Regions from separate parts of the Drosophila melanogaster genome. Here region 1 is linked to region 2. Evidence: chromatin contacts called from public Hi-C data. All regions are on one chromosome and are shown on one strand. The core of a region is the stretch at or near the end of the contact, and the rest is flanking DNA. Distances in the headings are between cores, read along the strand shown. Region 1 holds the start of nrv3 (nervana 3). Region 2 holds the start of Ret (Ret oncogene).

The links. A called contact is a pair of places that touch in the nucleus more often than the background predicts.
Region 1: a contact with region 2 is called in a Hi-C map of the Kc167 cell line, with 1.7 times the contacts expected there. A contact is called at or near these places in 30 of 107 Hi-C or Micro-C datasets (the Kc167 cell line, the OSC cell line, cellular blastoderm embryo and 8 more) and 2 of 7 datasets of targeted methods (both in the Kc167 cell line).

The regions. Positions count from the first base shown.
Region 1 is chr2L:21,378,750-21,381,732 of dm6, forward strand. nrv3 (nervana 3) reads left to right here and starts at 1,384. Exons shown (of 8, transcript NM_165379.3): 1 at 1,384-1,612.
Region 2 is chr2L:21,197,435-21,200,292 of dm6, forward strand. Ret (Ret oncogene) reads right to left here and starts at 1,328. Exons shown (of 7, transcript NM_165359.2): 1 at 1,219-1,328. It overlaps CG31624, which reads right to left. Exons shown (of 2, transcript NM_165361.3): 1 at 2,774-2,858; 2 at 1,804-2,523. The coding sequence starts at 2,503. The coding sequence ends at 1,967.

The sequences.
Region 1 (2,983 bases), core at 134-2,633, 180 kb after region 2:
AAGATAACAATGTGTTCTTATAAAAGTTCACCTGTTATGTGTGTCCTAATATTATCTCCCACAATTTCCAACGTATTTATGCAGATTAACGATTTTAACATTATTATTTTTCCGTCCACAGTTTTTAGACCTTCACATATTGGATCAAGAATATTTCTCATATTTCTATCGATTTGCCAAAAAACTTTTTGCCCCGCTTACTACCTAAAACCGCCCAAAACTGCTACGCTCACACTCTTGCAAAATGTTTTAATATTTTTTCATAATATTATAAGACGTCTAAATTTCTATTAATTTGCCAAAAAAAAACCACGCCCAATCTAACTTTTTATCATTATATATATATATATATATATATAATATATATATCTATCGATATCCCAGAAAAATTTTTCTGAGATCTCGACGTTCATACGGACGGACACATCGTGATAAAGAATACATATACTTTATATAGTCGGAAACGCTTTCTTCAGCCTGTTTCATAATTTTCAACGAATCTAGTATACCCTTTCACTCTACGAGTCACGGGTATTAACCTTTGTAGCGACAGACCATCATAAATACCAAAAATACATGAGACAACTCAGATTAACCGTTTGAAACACTAGCGTCCTGGTCGCATTGTGATTTGATTCTTATTTTGTAATCTTAATTCTTATTTTTGTATCCTCAAGGGATCATGAAAGTTGGCAAAGAGTAAGTTGCCGACCTTTACTGAAAAATAAACCACTTCGGAGTCGCTCTGGGTGTCAAGAACTCTCATTGCTTGAATGCCAGGATGGCGGCCAACTACGAGTGGGATCCAATTCTCAATTTGCATCTTTCCACTCTCAGGCTGTGACTACACTGGACCTTTCATACTCAATGAATAGAAAGTACGCAATCTGCAAAAAACTAAAGGCATACATACATATGTTTGTTTTTGTGTTGCTTTATAACATCAGACATTCGCCTGGAATTGGCCACCGACTTTAGAACCGACACCTTTCTGTCATGGCAACTTAAGTAGAGGTGAACGTACCCAGAACATTAGCAACAAAGTCACGTAAGCGAGCAATAGACGGGATGCAGCCATTTTTTGTCCTTGCATTTGTTAGTCGAGCCACGTCATTTAGCAACGCATCAATTCAGATGTGGATTAAGCAGATTTATAGCCTTTGCGTAGGCAAAGTTTTGCAGCTATTGGACGGAAATAACGTCCAAGCTGGTCGTCTGTCATATAGAGGTCGCAAACGAAGCTACATATCTGTTCCAGCGCCAACTCGCATAGCCCTCAGCTGAGCGGAAAGCTATGTGCGCGAGGAGAGCTTAAGCCCACCGCCCCCATACGCAGCTGGCGGCACACACCCCCTTAGAACGACGAAACTGCCCGGAGCCGAATACGAGTGCGAGCCGAACCATTGTCGATATGCCTGGTGGAAGTTGCGGCGACGATGGCACTATCATTGGCGTTTTAACTGTGGACGGTTGCTACTCGCACTCGCTGGCGGATTAACGGCATAAATATTTAAATAGATATATGTATTTCGCATACATATATACCGTTATATCTGGAGCTACTATGTACTAGTAGAGGGGAAGCGTTTGAAGACGAAAAAAATTTCATTCTGTATGTGTGTCATTCAAACATAAGTCTTACATATTCCTACAAAGCGCTGGTTACATAAAAGCCCACAAACAAACAATTTAACCAATTCAATTATCTATGTGTTCGGCAGTGTTCAAAGTAAACGAAGTTTCAAATCCGAATCGATTTAAGAATTAAAATATTGCTATAAATTAATATATACCTCGTTGTTGCGAAATCAAATTTTCACTGATTACGTCGACGTCGGCTAAAATATCCTTGTAAAAGTTATATACATACATACTGAAATTCGATTTTTTCTTATCTGGCTGTACCGATAAAAATGGGCATGTAACGAAGGGCCCTAAAACAAAAGAGAATACAAAATAAGTAACATGAAGTACAAAGTGTGCGTGTGCTAATTTGAAGTATAGGGAAACTTATATTTCATAAGCATTTGCAGTGGAAGTGAATAGAATAGAATGTATAAGAGAGCGATTGAATGAGGTATAGCTAATGACGATTGACATTTAATTAAGACGGGTCAAGGACGTATTTCTTTAAACAGAATGGTGTTCCTATTGATTTTTTATATTTAGAATGGAAATTCGAGTACCAAACAAAATTGTACAAAATTTCCTAAGGCAAATAAATGTGTGTATTCCCAACACCCTTTGTGATTCGTAGGAAGGAAGCTGGTGTTGCCTACATTTCTGCGCTTTGCCCTTTTCCATTCAAAGCCAATAGCAGCCAAATTGCAGGTTCAGAAATAGAAGCAAAAGCTGTGGCTAACGCAGGGCCGAGTCCATTGGGGCGCGTTGCGCAATGAGCACCGCAGAAAGGCAGCAACGGCAGCGGCGTCACTATTTGCAGAAAAAGAGTAAGTCAAGTCATGCGAGCTTGAGTGTCGGGACTTTCCATGATAAAAAGAGAGATCAGAAGCAGGGCGACATTTCAACGTAATTAAGTTGTGTAGCCTGTCAGGCTTGGCCAGCTGTCCCAGCCACATCCCATTGCCCGCTGCTGTTTGCTAAAACGATCGGATTTGCCCAGGGGCCAATGCTAATGGAAACACACACAACCCGGCCATAGCAAAACGCACCGAATATGCTATTAAGCTGGCGCCCAGCTGTCAAATTTTGTGGAATGGATTTCTCCCACAACCTCTACTCAAAAAGGGAACACATAAATTTGCGAGCTTAGATTCCAGTTGCGTTCTCTTTAGTGCTTTTCGGCTACCGTAACTTCTCTGCGCATGCTTGTGGATTCTTAGCTTGACTTCCCAATGCTTTTTTCCACACTTAATATTACATAACCGTTGTCAGATAGTGTGGCTAAAATCAGCAGAGGTGACTCAAATTTATTTAATGCTAGTTGGCCTATATTCTTTCAACAAATAATTTTCAAAACATT
Region 2 (2,858 bases), core at 78-2,577:
AATTTTTTAATGTGTCGTGTTTAAAAATATTATGGCTTACACAATAAAAAAAAATGTTGCTTCATTTGGTTTCATCGAATTATTGCTACTTTTTCAATCTTTCCCCTAACTTTAAATGGTATTTTATATATGAGTATTGGTATAATGAGCTGTGAATAAAAACCAAATAGAATAATTCGATGATATTATTGACTTAGGCTTGGACCTTTTCCAGTGCCATCGGCTTGTAAGTTATTTTTTCGTTCACAGACATCTACGAATTGAAAAAGAATGCCAGAGTAGCGTCAATAAATTTGGCCTGGAAGCTTAGAGCCTGGCTTGGATTCCATTTCCACGAAAAAAGGTTCTGGAATGACAGCCGCTTTAAAGGTGTGCGTGATGTTCTTTTTGATCCAACACAGTCAGCAATAGCAAGTATTACAAACCCTAATTGATCCCATTGATTGAGTTTTTAGACCTGATCGCTTGTAGACACATTCGTAAAATGCAAATTCACATCGCGACTGACATTTGCATATGCTAACAATTAATTTTCTGTCACCTAGGTAATCAAAATAAAACATTTTCCAATTAATCCCACATTTTATAATTTGTAAGATTAACATTTTTATAAGCTCTGCCTCCACCTGAGCAAACGCAAGCACGAAAGACCTTAACAGGCATTTAAAATGTAGAAGTACAAGATTAGATATCTTTTGTATTAATTAAAATAATTATCAATTAGAATAAACGCTCAGACCACCCACACTTAGTGTTTTACTATCAAAGATGTGTCTTTGCATACATACATATATGTATATATATATATATTTATAGCTAATCTGTTATCCCGCCACTTCAGCTTTAATATATTAAAATATTTTCCTCAATAAACTGCAATTACTTGAAGTTGCAAATTGAGTAAACTAATTCCACTTCAACACGCACGGCTAAATCACAATTATCTGATGCCAATCTACACGATATACTGTATTGAGTTGTCAGTGCCACTAGACGTGAGGATATTGGCTGCATTTGGAAAATCCGAATCTGGAAAATCTGGCCATAGATCGCAAATAAATTTCAAAGTTCGCAACATACGTAAACCACGATCTTGATTTTGATAGACACGATTTATGGAGGCTTGCAGCTGCTGCAGCTTTTTACAGACTCCTTAATTGTTCGACTCAAACGGCAATTATTTATGGGACAGTTTCAACAGTGTAATTAATTAGCCACCTCTCTTTTCCCGTTTTCGGGCAGCTTTTCCGCGGAAATACTTTTTGGTTTGTGGAAAATCGCTTAAAGACCAACCGAACCGCTTTGCACGAGCTCCGTTTGAAAAATGAAACTGAAACCGGCAGCCGGCAACTCCAAAGCCGCAGAGCCCACAAAATCGTAACGAAAACTTGACTAACGAAGCCGCTTCGTGTATTTTACCCGAATGTATGAATTTTCCACGATGACGGCACGTCAGCACACCCTCGCAGAGTTTTCCATTTTCCGCTGCACTGCTGGGATACCCCTCCTCCAAACAACATAATTCCACCGACTAATGGCGTTTATGAGATAATCAGATGTGCATGTTCCAAGGCTGGGTAGCATATTTACCCTTGGAAACATGATCTCATATCAAGCACACTTTCCTCGACAGCTTCTTTTCACTGGGTTTGGGGAAAATATTTACTCAAAATTGGGAAAGGGCTTGCGTTCTAGTTTATCTCGCAGTAATCAGTATGTTGTTGTGGGTGTTGTTGGTCTTAGGCAAATCTTAACGATAAAAGGGTTTACCTGGCCACCCCAATACAGAGACTTTACATATTTATTTTTATTTAGTGTGTGCGTGTGCGAAATGTTAAGTGTGGTCAAATGTGTGGGTCTGATTTCTTTCATGCCTCTAGGCTTCATAAGCATCGGGAACTATTTCAACATTAGTGTAAGAAAGGAACTAAACAATTTGGAGTAAGATCATGGGTCCGGGACGATGTTAGCAATTGCAGGCGGGGCACACGGGCTTGTCCCCGTCGATGGTAAAAGTCTGCGAGGTTATAGGATTCTCGCATTTGTTGCACTGGAAGCAATTGCGATGCCACTTCACGTTCATGGCGAGCACCGCTGAGTCCGTTATAGGCTTCTCGCACTTGGCGCACCTGGCAGCAAAGAGGTTCTCGTAATCCTGTTTGCAATAGGGCTTGCCGTCGCGCTCATAGAACGTTTGACTGGCGAGCGGCTTCTTGCAGGCACCGCCGCAGCAAAAGCAAGCTTCGTGCCACCTCTCCCCCATGGCGCAGATGGTTTTTTCAAGGATCGGCTTCTTGCAGCCGGCACAGGTGTAGGTGTACCGCTCCACGAAGCACTTGTTGCACACTGGTTCTCCGCTCTGAACATTGAAGGTGGCATCCAGGATCTGCTCATCGCAGTGGTGGCACAGGAAGTGCTCCGGGTGCCACGTCTTGCCCAGGGCGGTGATCATACGCTTGGTGATGGCCTCCTGGCACTTGTGACACACAATGCTCTCAGTCATTTTGGCTTCTCGATTGGTAACTGCTAATAAAAAATGATTTTTAATGCGCATTACCAAGGGATTGTTCAATTACTCTTTTTTGATTGAATTGCTCGTATATATCGTAAATTGAGGTTAAAATACAAAATGTACAAAACAGGGCAGCTATCGATTATTTTATTGAAAGAAACAACGGAAGATGGCTATGGAACGATAAACACTGGGCAACGCAAATATTAATGAGACAAATTATAATTCTGTACTTATTTTAAGATTGGGTGTATTTCTTACTGGGTTTGTCGCCTGTTTCACTACTTCCTCTTTTCGCAGTGTGTTTTTCCTAGTTCGTAATTGTACTGTTCTCATATATCAAAAC